Regions from separate parts of the Drosophila melanogaster genome. Here all the other regions are linked to region 3. A link is a contact called in public Hi-C data. All regions are on one chromosome and are shown on one strand. Each heading gives the region's core, a stretch centred on a gene start, on an enhancer-like site or on the middle of the called end of the contact. The rest is flanking DNA. Distances are from core to core; before and after follow the strand shown. Region 1 holds the start of Hcf (Host cell factor). Region 2 holds the start of CaMKI (Calcium/calmodulin-dependent protein kinase I). Region 3 holds the start of MED26 (Mediator complex subunit 26).

Region 1 (4,947 bases), core at 617-3,116, 430 kb before region 3:
TATGAACACACAGTAAATGAACAGGTGCACAGGAAATGTATCCTATACCGTTGATTCTATATTTCCTAATAAAAACATAAACATACTCAGGGTAAAAGTATTATAAACCCAATCAATTCAAATTCATTGAAATATTCGAGACTTGTTCAAAGGAAGTGCACCCCACCTTCTCTTCACCAACAGAAATCTTACGTCATGTCACGACAAGAGCTACATACATACATATGAATTGGTGTTGGCCATATTGACCATGGAGTAATATGATGAACCTTCGAGCAAATGAAAATTGTACACATTTGGATTTGATTCTGGGCTACTCTATCAGTAACTTTCAGCTTTAATTTCATTTCGAGAACAGCGTATGTTCGGAAAACATACAATATAAAATGATATCATGTTCATTTCCTGGCCCCATTACATTCCTTTGCGTACCCATTCGTTTAACTGTTAAAAACTGCATTTTTTTTGGAATACGTACACAACTAGAAGGCGAAATAATTGTACACGACTCAAGTTAAACGCCACAATATATAGCGAAATATTTAATATAAAGTACTGACACTGTGACGCCTTCCTTTTCAGCAGTATTTATTTTTCCACAGGGAAATATATATCGATATATCAAACTTTTACTATCGAAATCACTTAGTTTTCACAAAACTGTAATATTCTAATATCGATGTATTTTCACATGTAGTGTAAAAATAAATTATTTTATTACGCCGCGCTAGCACAAATGTTCGTGTAGCATATCTCTCTTACGTCGTAATACCTCTTCACTTTTCTTTTTAGTTAAAATGTTAGAAAATCGGTTATGCCTACATATAAGTTTACACTGAACTGCGGCAAAATCTCAGCGCCACAGTTATTTAAAGAGAAGTATTTGAAAGATAGCTGTCCAGCTGTTTGTCTGAATTGTCGCATCAACTTATCTTTTGCTTGCCTATCTTACGTTAGTACTGCGACGATCACCTTCTTATGAGATAAGAGCATAAACGTTTCTTTACACTCGGAAAATATAAATGTAATTGTGTTAAAAATATATTGATTGGCACTATCACATAAAACAAAACCATGTTAAAAGCCAATACATAATTTATTATTTATTAATAAAGTCCATACTTCTGAAACCAAGAAATCGGAACGAGTTTACATATACCATAGGAATATTGTTAAAGCATTTACATATATACATTTAACATTCTATACTCTCTATTCTAAAACACCCAAACATTATGTATAATGCATAAAACTCGTTGAAAACTACATATTTTATTTGTAGAGTAATAGGGTGTACAAAATTCCTTGAAAAGTATAAAACCTTTTTCATTCTTTTCAATACCCTACGGACCATTAATTTTGAGAACCAGCATGTCCTTGTTTCGCTTTTGCACTTTGCATCGATTGAATTAGAAGAGTACAAACAACGACCTGTCCAGAAATTATTGTATATATGTATATGTATGTATATACATATATGTATGTATATCATTTATATATGATTTGATTCATATTCGCACCACAAATATTAATTCGAAAATGATCGTCAAAGTAAACATTATTTCCGACACTAAACCTCACTTAACTTATGTAACAACAATCCCTATCTAGATTTATAAAAGAAAAATTCTCTAGACTTCAAATTATTTGTGTGTTCCATTGCGTATGAACTCATTTCTGTTGAGCTGTTATAAAATTATTAAGTTTCTATTAAAAAGTAATAATATCTTCAAATATTTTTTCTGCAGTGGAAACATAGTGGAATGCTAATTTTGTAAAATACGCTTATATACTGTTTCCGCTTTTGCGGTCAAATAAGTGGGCAATGTTCAGATTTTAGCTTAAGCAATCTATGTATCGATATTTTTCTTCTGTAAGTTCACCTCTAATAAGTAATTGCGTGTGTGAGGTCTCAGTTCGGCTTTTAATTTTGATAATTCTTAATAGTGTTTGTCTTTTTGAACATTAAAAGTGAAAATTGTCGTATAGCATTTAAATATGAACTTCATATAAAATATCTCTCAAATATCAATTATTTTCCAAGATTTGATTGGCTGATTTGTTAAAGTTTTTGCGCGTAGACCTAATCCATTATAGGGAAGCGTCTAGTTCCAGCATTGCCAGGCCAAAATAAATTGTGCATTACATAGAGAATGCCTTTGGGTTTTTAGTATTTTACAATTAAAGGAAACACATAAGCACAAAGCCATTCGGTATATAAATACTCCTTTAAGTATCAGCATACCTTTGTACTAGCTGTTTTTAATGCATTCATATTTAGTATATGGTAATCATTTTTAAACATATTTATTCAAACTTTAAAAACTCGATTTAAACTGTATTTTGAGGAAATTCAGTGCTTTGATCGCAGAAGTTAAACTACAAGTAATAGTTGTGGGTTTTAAAATCTTGTCGGATGCTTTGTTTTTGTTTTGAAAGGTTTTGCATTTATGAAGCTAAGAACTAAATAAGTGTCTTTAAATCGTAATAATATATTTAAATTTTAATTTCCCAGATGGACTACGCACCGTGAAAGGAAATGCAAACCTAATTTGTAGCTGTCTACAATAATCAAGTTATATATATATATTATCAAAACAATAAATTGCTGGCCATAATATGGAAGGCTCAGACTTTGTGGATCCAGCCTTTTCTTCAGGAGAACGAATATCGGCATCTGATCTCAATTCGGAGCATATTATTCAGGCCGAGAATCACAGTTTTGCTAATCGAATTTCTATGGATATGGATGTCCCTGATGGGCACCAGCTGGACAGCAACTTAACCGGATTTCGATGGAAGCGAGTTCTTAACCCAACCGGACCGCAGCCCCGCCCGAGACATGGACACCGTGCGATAAACATCAAAGAGCTAATGGTCGTCTTCGGCGGCGGAAACGAAGGAATTGTTGACGAGTTGCACGTTTATAATACTGGTAACTATATTGGGCCTGGTGCTGTTTTGCCATATGTATAACCGTATTCGGTTAGCCGAAGTTCTGAACAAAATAGTATACCAACAGAGTATGCATTTTAAGAATAGGATGTGAGGATGCACTCGCTCGATCGACTCGAATTACAACATCCGTTTATCAAATTTTAAAGTGATAATGATGATTAAGTGAAACATGTTCAATAAATTAACATATTTAAGAAAAATTAAATGATATAAAAGTAATAACATTTCTGAAACATTATTTTAATATAAAACCTACACCTTAATTTTCTATAGAAGCTATACTTTTTGCATTATAAATTAATGACTAGCGATTGACTGACAGGAAAAATGTAATAGAAAAGTTATAGTATTTGAATCGGTAATAAAAATTTTGTAGCTAGCATAGAAAATCTCCAATTTAAAATAAGAGAGAACGCTACAGCCGATTTTCCCGACTATCAGATACCCGTTTCTCAGCTAGTGTGAATCTGAACTCGAAGTTTCATCATTTTCAAATTGTTCAATTGTTCAAAAGTGTGGGCGTGTCGGCTTTAGGGCGATAAAGTGGGCGAAGCAAAAGATTTTTGCCAAATCGATAGTAATTTAAGCGACAAATAAAATAACAATAAAATACCCAAAAGTTTTTCAAACATATGGTCAATTTTGGGCGGTTTTAGGTCGTTAGAGTGGGCGTGGGAAAAAATTTTTGGCAATAGTTAGAAATTTAAAAGACTAATAAAAATGTAAAAAATGTAATCACATTATTTTTAAGTGTGGGCGTGGCTGTTTTGTACGGTTTGCGGGCGTGGCATCATGGGTCAACAAACTTGCGCTGGGTTTATGTCTCTAGAATCGTATGTTTAATCTCAACCATCTAGCTTTTAAAGTTCCTGAGATCTCGACTTTCATACAGGCGGACATTTCCAGATCCACTCGGTTATCGATCCAGATCAATAATATATATATTTTATATGGTCGGAAACGCTTCCTTCTGCTTGTTGCATACTTTTCAACGAATCTAGTCTACCCTTTTACTCTACGATTAACGGGTAAAAAAAGACATGTAGGAGTGGTTATTATTAATCTGGCTGGCACAACTGTGCATTCAATGAAAGTGTGTAACAGGATTCCGGCCCTCTAGACCAGAATCATTAGTTGAGTCGATCTGACCATTACGGTCAGTCCGTCAGTATGAGCGTGTCCAGTTCTTCAATTCTTAAGACATTCGACAAATTATTCATTTTTAGATGCTTATTAAATGTATTTGTTCATATATTTCCGTTTTTTAATTTCAGTTACTAATCAGTGGTACGTCCCAGTGCTAAAAGGTGATGTACCGAACGGATGCGCTGCTTATGGATTTGTTGTGGAGGGTACTCGCATGTTTGTTTTTGGGGGAATGATCGAATACGGAAAATATTCAAACGAGCTCTATGAGCTACAGGCAACTAAATGGGAATGGAGAAAAATGTATCCAGAGTCACCAGACAGTGGGTTGTCACCGTGTCCTCGCTTGGGTCACAGCTTTACAATGGTTGGTGAAAAAATATTTCTTTTCGGCGGACTAGCAAATGAATCGGACGACCCAAAAAATAATATTCCAAAGTAAGTTACATATTTTCGAATGAAGAATTGTAATGATTGTTTAATAATGTTCCGTAGATACTTAAACGACTTGTACATACTGGATACTCGAGGAGTTCACAGTCATAACGGAAAGTGGATAGTACCTAAAACATATGGGGATAGCCCGCCACCACGAGAGTCGCACACAGGCATATCGTTTGCTACTAAAAGCAACGGAAATTTAAATCTTTTGATTTATGGTGGAATGAGCGGCTGCCGCTTGGGAGATTTATGGTTGCTAGAAACAGGTAACTCAATAACTCGATTTCTTTTTTAATATTTTTTATAGTATGGATTTACATTATTTAAAGACTCCATGACTTGGTCGAAGCCGAAAACTTCAGGGGAGGCGCCGCTACCACGCTCGTTGCACAGTTCTACAAT
Region 2 (4,521 bases), core at 1,981-4,480, 340 kb before region 3:
ATTTACTAAACTGCCTAAGACATCGGTGGGTTCTTCCTTGACAGTCAAACTGGATGTAGAACCTGTTTCGCAGCCGCCACCAGCTGCTTGACCTTTTGCTTTATTAGAACTTATTTCTGAAATGGGACATTAATGGTTATGGAATATTAGGACAGCTTTTAAATAAAAATTAGCTTTTACACCGCGTCTAGTAGCATCTGCGTAGCACGGCTATTCAAAATGCTTTAGCAGTTTAACTAAAAATTATTGTGACTATTATATCATTTCACTCAGCAAATTTTTAAATTAATATATTCTTAAAAGTACAGCAATTTTTTCTCAAACTAATTAGTTGATCCAATTTGAGGTCTTTCTTGAGATGTTTGAGTACATCTATGATATGCATTCCATCAAGATGAATTAATATTTTTATGAGCTTAATTACGGTTCCAAGAAAATGTCTGTTTTGATCCGAGCTTCGCGAGTTTTAGTCAAGTTTACAAGTTTAAAACTAAAATTGTAAGTATAGCAAAAAAAAAACAATTAAATGATTAACAAAGGTGAACGCCAATACATTTTAAAATTTTAAACCATTTGTAGGGCAGTCTTACCAGCTTCCTCGTCCTTCACACTACATTTGTTTTTCTTCGATTGCTCGTCACAATCTACCATCTGAGTAAGGCCCACTGTAGCAGACACATTGCTGCTATTCGAGTGTTCACTGGAGTTTTGTGGAGAAGCGACTAGGCACGAGTTGATTGTGCTCGTAGAGTTCTGCCTTAGCATAGTTTGTCCCTCGGGCAGATTATTTCCACTGCCTGGGGCTCCTCCAGTGGCAGCTTTATCACTAGTTGATAGTCCGCTTTTCTCAGTGCCTTCTTCTGGCGTCAATTTTATTTGATCTGGAAACACAGAAAGTTGTTATAATTCCGGACAAAGAGAAATCAATACAAGTCTTACCCGGCGACAAAGTAGAAAAGGGTTCGCTATTAAGGGTCTTCGGAGAACTTCTGCTCGCCGCCGAGTCCCCATTTCCGATCGCTGCTCCAGGATTTGATCCAGATGCACTTGTTGAGGAGGCATCGGAGTTTGGTTGCGGCTGTTGTTGGGTTGGACTGCGGGGCATTGTTGTCGAGAGCATCCTAGAAATCGAATTCCTTCAAATCGACCTTCCCAAGATCCCTTGTGTGGCTAATTGCTCAAGTAGCAATTAAAATCCATCGTTTTATTGCTTTTGAAGTCGGCGAACGCAATTAAGCATATTTAGACCAGGAACTGCACGCAGGCACTCACCACTCATATGCATGCGATTACATCTCACGTGAGATACGCGAAGCAAAACACGATATCGTTTTAAATTTTACTGGAGGATTTTGTATTTTTGTATTTGTATGTGGAATTCTCCTATTCTATGTCACAATTTTATGTATATGTGCAAATGCAATAACACTTCGGAGCATCGTATTAAGCTAATGAAATTTTGGGCTTATAGGCCCAAATGTTCCTGCTTTAACCGTGCGTTATGTTAGCAGGAGTCGAAAATTGCGAACATACTTTGGAATAAACAGCTCGCATAATAAGAGAAGCAATCTAATATATAAAAAATGTAATTACTACCCTTATATGTGACCAGACCGCGATAATTCGAACAAACCAAATTTGGTATAATTATTACTTTCATACTAGAATTCCAGATCTGGTAGCTTTAAGTCATAAATAACCAGGGTATTCCATAAAACATCCACTACTCATTTAAGACCCTATTAAGCAAGACCAATGCAGCTCAGTCAGCAATCTCATATTTTATTATTTTGAATTACAAATCGAAGCATTTGCATATATATATGGAAAAACATATTTTTTCTTGGGTGGTTGTCGTCCCCGTTGTAATTTGAGGTAATAATTTTCTTCACATTGGTTGGAAAAAAAAACTTAGTTTTAGTTCCGTTTATTGCTTTTTTATTATCTATATTTGCTCAATAACAGGGATATCGCAAAACTCTTATAAATATCTGAACAGCCGGCGTCGTTGTGTTGTTCTCACAAATAATATAGCCCATTGCACGTGGAGTAAAAGATATATGTACTTTATCAGGATAGTTATAGATGAGTTGATCTGGCTATGTCCGTCTTTCCGTGTGTTTCTGCCTTTATATTTGTCTGCAAAACACCCATAAGCCACCCAAAACTGACACGTCCACATTTGTCAAAGCTATTTTAGCTTTTTTCCCATTTTATCTTAACAAAAAACTTGCTGAGTTGCGGGTATCTCATATCGGGGATATCTACTAAAGAGTTTTCTCTTGTTTTGCATTAATTCATGAATAAAAAATGAAATGCAATTATGTTTTCATTTAAACAAAAATGTTTGTTGCTTAGACAAATCCCAAAACAGTATTGCTTCTATGATTTGAATGTTATTTAATATATATATGACAGCTATTTTGGTCTTGAATCTCTAAATCAAGATACGCATTAAAAAAAAAAAAATTTGTAAATTTTTTGGTCCTAGGATATTAAGCATGTTTTCCATAGTCGCAAACACCTAAGCGAGATTTTAATTTATTAAAATTTATTAATTTAAATTTAAATTAAATTTAATTTAAAATGCTTCTATGATTTGAATGTTATTTAATATATATATATATATATATTTTGGTCTTGAATCTCTAAATCAAGATACGCATTAAAAAAAAAAAAATTTGTAAATTTTTTGGTCTTAGGATATTAAGCATGTTTTCCATAGTCGCAAACACCTAAGCGAGATTTTAATTTATTAAAATTTATTAATTTAAATTTAATTTATTTAAAAGCAATTAAGAATATTTATGATTCCATAAAATGCTTATAAGTTAAAAGTTTGATTTAATGCTTACATTATATAGATTACTAACCAGTAAGTGTTGCCTCAAAAAGTTCTTTTAAAAATCCATAATAATTTTAATTAACTTGAAAATTTTCACTTTAAGAATTTAACGGATATATTGGTATCTGTGTGAAAATGCTATTATCCATGCCACAGTCACCTATCTGAGAACAACATACAAATTTGAATGTACTCCAATTATTAACTGTTTATTCACTAAAATGTTGCAGATAATAAAAATTATATAATACATTTAGCTTAAGCATTTATTTCTTAAGCTTCAGTCTAGTGGTAGTTGTTTTAATTAGAACTTAAAGCGTTTTCATTTCCCAACTGTTTCTTTGGAATGAAATGTCTCGCCCTGTTCCTGTCCATGAACGTTCGCAAGAATTATAATTTCCAAGATTGGTTCCAAGGTTTAGTTCCAAAATATCAATAGGAAATCAATAGAGTACAGATATAAATTTATTTAAATATTTTTAATCACCAAGAAATTTTTGTTCAATTTGTTTTGACTTAACCAGAACCAGGTGACGTATCACAATTTTAACAGTCAATGCTAATGTTTCAAAATAAGTTTGTCACGTTTAAAGTTCCGCTAAGATTTGGAAACAATGGAGCAGTGTGTCACGGTAAACCAATTTGTGAAAATCGTACTGAGAATTTATTTCCGGATTTGGTTGAAAGTTACTTTTTTGAAAGATTTTAACTGTATAAATGTATAGTATTAAGTATTATGTAAAAAAAATAACGACATAACTTGAAAAATTAATTTTTTTGTTCGTGTCCGATAGTCTATGAGCTAATCAAAAAACAAATTCATTACATTTGCTTTGCAAATAAAAAGGTAAGATGTATAATCACTAACTTACTATGCTATATGTATATACATATAAGCGCTCCAGAGAAAAATGACTAACAATTCGCTTTTGGGAAAAACTACATATACATAGATTAGTAGTACAAAGTTTTTAGGAAAAAATAGCTGACTGGTCAACACTGCCACAATGGTTGCGCCAGCGCCTGAAGAAAATCAATAAATCAATACTAAAAGTAATTGTAATTCCTAGCGTGTGTATTCCTTTAAAACAGACATTACGCTGCAACGCACAAGTATTTATAGATTTGGAGAATACTGAATAAATATTTGTGTAAACAAAAGGACCTGTAAACAGTTTCTAGATACATTTGATGTATTTTTTTTAAATAGAAACGTGTTGGCTTGCAACAAAGTCTGCAATATGGGGAACGTTTTGAAAATTCGTCTTCAATTGTTTTCTGCTTTCAAGTGAAGCCACCGAGATCCTGCGCTTGTTTTGGTTAATTCGTAATACTTCTTAAGCATGTATAAAACTTATACATGTATATGTAAATAAACCCAATTATATATTATATATGTATATGTATATATATGCATATATATAAATATTGTATATTATTGTATATATATATATATATATATATATATACGTAAATATTGTGTGATATGCAAGTGTCTGTTTTCGACTACAGATGTACGCAATATAAGGTAATCAGCTAAAATTTAACCTTTGGCAGCTGGGCTCATTACTGAGCGGAATAATTGAGCTCCCAAACCGAAAACAACTGCATTGCTTTGTGTCTAGCTATGTATGTATGTAACCTGCTTTTGTGAATATATATGATCGTCTTCGCTG
Region 3 (4,777 bases), core at 49-2,548:
GGAAGGCCTGATCATACTGCTATCAAACAGAATTGAAGAGGAATTGTATTATATGTGACATGAAAACCTATAGGAGTATTATATAAAGTAAACGTCCATTTTTGGGCTAAATGCGTGAATCTCAAAATGAAAAAAGGGTCAAATATACCAGACCAGAAAATGAAGGTTTTGTTGCTTTGTGGTTTGGATATTTTCCCGTTGTCCTATATATTTTGTAAAATATAAAACGATTTCGTAGATTCTCCGTCCAGTTACCCGCTTTACTTAATATGGAGAATATTAAAATATTGTTTGTTTTTTTACCCTTAACTTATTTTATTCGGACTAGCAATGCCGTTTTTTTTTTGTTAAGGATATATAAAGATTCTTAAACTCTTTCATTTCAATGCGAAATATTTGAAAAAAGTGTGTATATATAGGATTTGTACAAAACAAATGCTCTCGGTGTTCTTCAAAAACAAAAAACAAACAAATGGCTTACAATTACCAAACCCCATAACTTGGGTTAAGGGATCATCTCACAATTGAAAAAAAGTAAACTATAGTACTATCCTTCAGCACCAAAATCGAGTATATATTTTTTTCTTATTGCAAAACCTTTGGAAGCCTTTTGTATATAAGAATATATTTTACATTTAATAAGCAACAGAAAAAGAATATGTTTAATTTTTTATATTCACATTTTACCACAGCGGCTTTTTTTTTAATATGTTCTATAATATTATTCTTATTCTGAACCTCGAGCAGAAGAGATTTTATTGACCTTCCCGTCTAAGAACTGAGCTACCCCATGCTTATACTGTGTTTCCGTGTTTGACAAAAACCAAAACTGACTGTGTCCATATATATAGTGTAATTGGAATATAAACGGTTAGTAGTACTAAATTAGGAAGAATGCTTGTCCGATCCGTTCACACTGGTAACGTTAGAATACCGGAGAAAAACTATTATTACTTAAAATGCTAATTAAGTTTAAAAAACATTTTTGTATTTCAGTACAATAATAAAAAATTTAATCATCTCCGCTAGTGAGCAAAATTCAAATATAACGACAGTGACTCTTCTGCATATAAACTTGAGATTTGCAAAAATATAGATGCATCAACTTCATAAATTCACACTTGGCTGGTTTGTCGCTCTTACCGAAATATCCTGATATATTCCTTTTGCACATACATAAATATACTTATATTATATGTCGTTTTTAATACATACCCCCACATTAATCACACTGCACATGGTCTATTCAAAGCCATATAAATAACAAGATGCGTAACGGCCATACCAAAGACACTAGAATAACAAGATGCGTAACGGCCATACATTGGTTTGGCACTATGCAGCCACTTTTTTGGTGACGGCCAAAATTGCTCTCTTTCCGCTCGCTCACGCTGAGAACATAAGAAATCTAAAAATAGAATTTGCTTGCTTGTGTGAGTAAAAACAAGAGACGGGAACGCGTATATGTGTGGGTGTTGTGCTAGAAGACGATTTTCGGGCCGAAATCAATTCTGATCAAAGAAATGAATTTACATTGTACATATTAGGGTAGTTTTTTGCCAATTTCGTAGCAATATGATGAAATAAAATAATTTTTAAAAATTCGCGCCCTTCTTATTATAATTTTAAAATTTTAATTTTAATTTTAAAATTTTTTAATTTTAAAGCTTTTTAAATTCGTTTGTTAAAATCGCCGCTCGAATTAGCTACCGTTTACATATTTATATTTATGTTGATAATTATTTATGTGTAATATGTGTAATAGTCGGTACCCAGGGAACACTACGGGGAGGCCATTACAATTGTAATGGGGTCTTATATTTACGTATATGACCTTCGAGTCGACTTGAAATATTTTAATGTTTAACATTAAAACATTTCCATATTCCCCAATTAAGTTATTTTTCTAACTATTGTTTTTTATTATATATTGCTCGATTTTTCAGTCGTCAGTTATTTAAATAACGCTCATTTTTTTTATTCATGAGATAGAATGCTGAGCTTAGCTTGCTTTTTTTGTCTATCAGCTATCACAGTCCACTTACAATGCTTAAAAAGCAAAACTTTTATAAGTTTGTTTAAAAGATCTGTTCTATGTGCATAACATTCATTATTTTCATAAAACCATAATGGGAAGGCACTACTTTCATTTGTGCACTTAATGCATTGCTCAACAATAAATTTTTTTATACACATTTGTTTTTTATTATTTTTAAAAATATTTTCGAAAGCTTTAATGTGTATTTTGTAAATATTAAAAAATAAATCAGATGGTGCCCTTAATTTCCCGAAGTCCGATTCTATTGAGTAGTTTTTCTCATGTATAAAAAGCTCTGATGGAGCTGTTAAATGCTCGGTTTCTTTTAAAATTACCGATCTGCATTTATCGCAACTGGATCCCTTAGCAATATATCCAACAAAATATCTACTGGAAGTTAATTCAATGGGTACATCATTGCACAAAAAGTTATCTATATTTTGGTCAAAGTACCTCTCATTGTCTTGCACGATTTTGGAAAATGATACAGAGTATTCTTGTTGCTGTATTTCTTTTTTTTCAACGAAAGGCTGATATATTATCGAATCGAACTCTATTGGCAACATAACATCATCATCTGATTCGCAATTCGACTTTTGTGAAAATTTAAAAATGTGTAGAGATATGAGCTTGGCAATTATTATATTAAATTCGTTAACTGAAGGATTTCTGCAGTTACCACCTTTTGCTCGAACGCACGCAAATATATTTTCAAGGGGATCCTGGTTAACTCTACTAGTTAAAAAGAAAAAGTGGTCTGTGTGATCCTTAAAGAGATCTTCGACGAGTCCAAATATAGCTTCAGTAGTTTGGATCAAGCCATCAACACAATATATTTTATTCCCGTGATATTTAACGCTCTTTAGGTATTCCTGCATTTCCTTTAGTTTGTTCCAAACTCCATTGTTAACTTGGAGCGCGCATTTCATGGGGTTTTTGTCAGTTAATACTCTGCTATTCAGGCAATCAAAGTAATCATTATCTTTTTGGACAAATGCAGCCGTAGAAGCTGCAACTTCGGAACTATTTCGATGTAATTGCTTGTTTTGGTTACAAGTCTTAATTGCCGCTGCAACAGTGTGGCTAAGTGTTTGAGTTGCCAAACATACGCGCATTAGCTCAAATCTGGTTGGATTAACGTGACTCCTTGTTAATTTAGTCATTCTCGTTACTGATCCATGATCTAATTCGTAAACCTCTCGAATGACATCAAAGTCAACTAGTCCGTCAGGGGTTTCAAAATTAGCTCTTAGAAAATTATTCCTTACAGACTTGAAAAGATGCGGAATGTCATAAAACATATATTTTTTATTATTTAAGGTAAAGTAAGGTTTCTCATTGGTGACTTCAAGTAGTGAGGTACATTTTCTATTGTTACCTCCTTGATCATACACAACACCCCTTACTTTGAACCCAATTGTTTCAGCAATAATAATATTTTTATAAATAAGACTTTTTAAGCAATCGCCTTTTATATTCGTTTCGGCCACAAAATAGTTTAAAATAAATTTCCATTTTTTTAAAATACCCCGAAGAACAAATACGCAAATATGGCTTCCGATTTTATTAGAGCGATCAAGTAAATGCTCTATTCCATCTATTATATCAACTGACACATTGTAAGTTAGGTTTTTTTTTATTGCTACTTCATCACAAGCCAATATGCACTCTTTATCAGATGCATTCATTTCTTTTATAGCTTCTTTAAGGGCTGAGTACAAACATTCGTTGTCTCCTGGCTGTAACTTTTTTATGCTGTTCCACTTTTGCAAAGATGATGGACTTGGAAAATTTAATTTCAGCGAGTCTCTTAAGAACGTATATGTCGAAGTGGACCTGTAATATATGCTCTGAGCAAACAATTTTTCGCAATCATTCCATCTTGTATTTGTGCCCTTTTTTCCTTAAGAAGCATTTTCGTTAATATTTTTTCATTTCCCGTTAAATTAATTTTATCTATTTCAGAATATATGTTTTTTTCGGTCTTAGATTCTAACCTAACTAATTTTCTTTTTAGGTTTGAGTTTTCTTTCCTCAGCATTTTAATTTTAATTTGTCTCTCATCTGACAATTTTTTAAAAGCGATACATTTTTTTTGAAACACTTTTAATGTTTTCGCATTTTTATGGCACTGCCGACAAACTTCAACAGGGGACTGTGAGCGGTGTCTTTTTCGTGGAGGCGATCCTACAGCATTTAAATTAATATCGGCATTGTTGCAACTTTTATAATTTATAAGATTGCGATCTGGAATTGCCCCTTTCTTCAAATATTTAACCCCAATATCATATGGGGAGAAATGGTCTTGGCATAAAAACAGTGATGAAGTGCTCGCCACAAAATCTTCTGTAAATTGGCATTTTTCCGCCCATCTTATTAGCATTGTTGGATCCCTTTCAGGAAATCTAAACAATTTAAGAGCGGGGAAATCGCGCCTAGATTTCCGACAGTGGGATAAGCTGCACTTCTTCCCACTTATGTATCTTCTTTTTTTCTTGGCCATATCCATAAGATTATTCAAATGGGCCATTAAAATGTTTTTTTTTCACTTACAATTTATAAATTTCAACTCAAACCTTTGTCGAAAAGCAGCAGCACGTTATATTAGCGCGTCAAATTACGAAAATACGTAAACACTATTCACTATTCACTATTTATCGCAATTACTATTTGCGCTTATATTTCCGTACTTTACTTTTGCAACAAAACGACTTTAGTTCAATATAAATTCGATTATAT

What was found. Hi-C and Micro-C count contacts between places; a contact is called where the count stands out from the background.
Region 1: a contact with region 3 is called in a Hi-C map of the S2 cell line, with 4 times the contacts expected there. The contact joins the promoter of Hcf here to the promoter of MED26 in region 3. A contact is called at or near these places in 14 of 107 Hi-C or Micro-C datasets (the Kc167 cell line, the ML-DmBG3-c2 cell line, the S2 cell line and 5 more).
Region 2: a contact with region 3 is called in a Hi-C map of the Kc167 cell line, with 2.3 times the contacts expected there. The contact joins the promoter of CaMKI here to the promoter of MED26 in region 3. A contact is called at or near these places in 10 of 107 Hi-C or Micro-C datasets (the Kc167 cell line, the OSC cell line, the S2 cell line and 5 more).

What each region holds. Positions count from the first base shown.
Region 1 is chr4:358,072-363,018 of dm6, forward strand. It overlaps Hcf (Host cell factor), which reads left to right and starts at 1,867. Exons shown (of 13, transcript NM_205873.3): 1 at 1,867-1,909; 2 at 2,516-2,935; 3 at 4,233-4,542; 4 at 4,600-4,811; 5 at 4,875-4,947. The coding sequence starts at 2,620. It overlaps PMCA (plasma membrane calcium ATPase), which reads right to left and starts at 586. Exons shown (of 18, transcript NM_001201587.2): 1 at 479-586.
Region 2 is chr4:442,274-446,794 of dm6, forward strand. It overlaps CaMKI (Calcium/calmodulin-dependent protein kinase I), which reads left to right and starts at 3,231. Exons shown (of 8, transcript NM_166764.2): 1 at 3,231-3,375. It overlaps lgs (legless), which reads right to left and starts at 1,638. Exons shown (of 6, transcript NM_143665.4): 1 at 940-1,638; 2 at 591-881; 3 at 1-116. The coding sequence starts at 1,120.
Region 3 is chr4:787,680-792,456 of dm6, forward strand. MED26 (Mediator complex subunit 26) reads right to left here and starts at 1,299. Exons shown (of 6, transcript NM_166791.2): 1 at 1,216-1,299.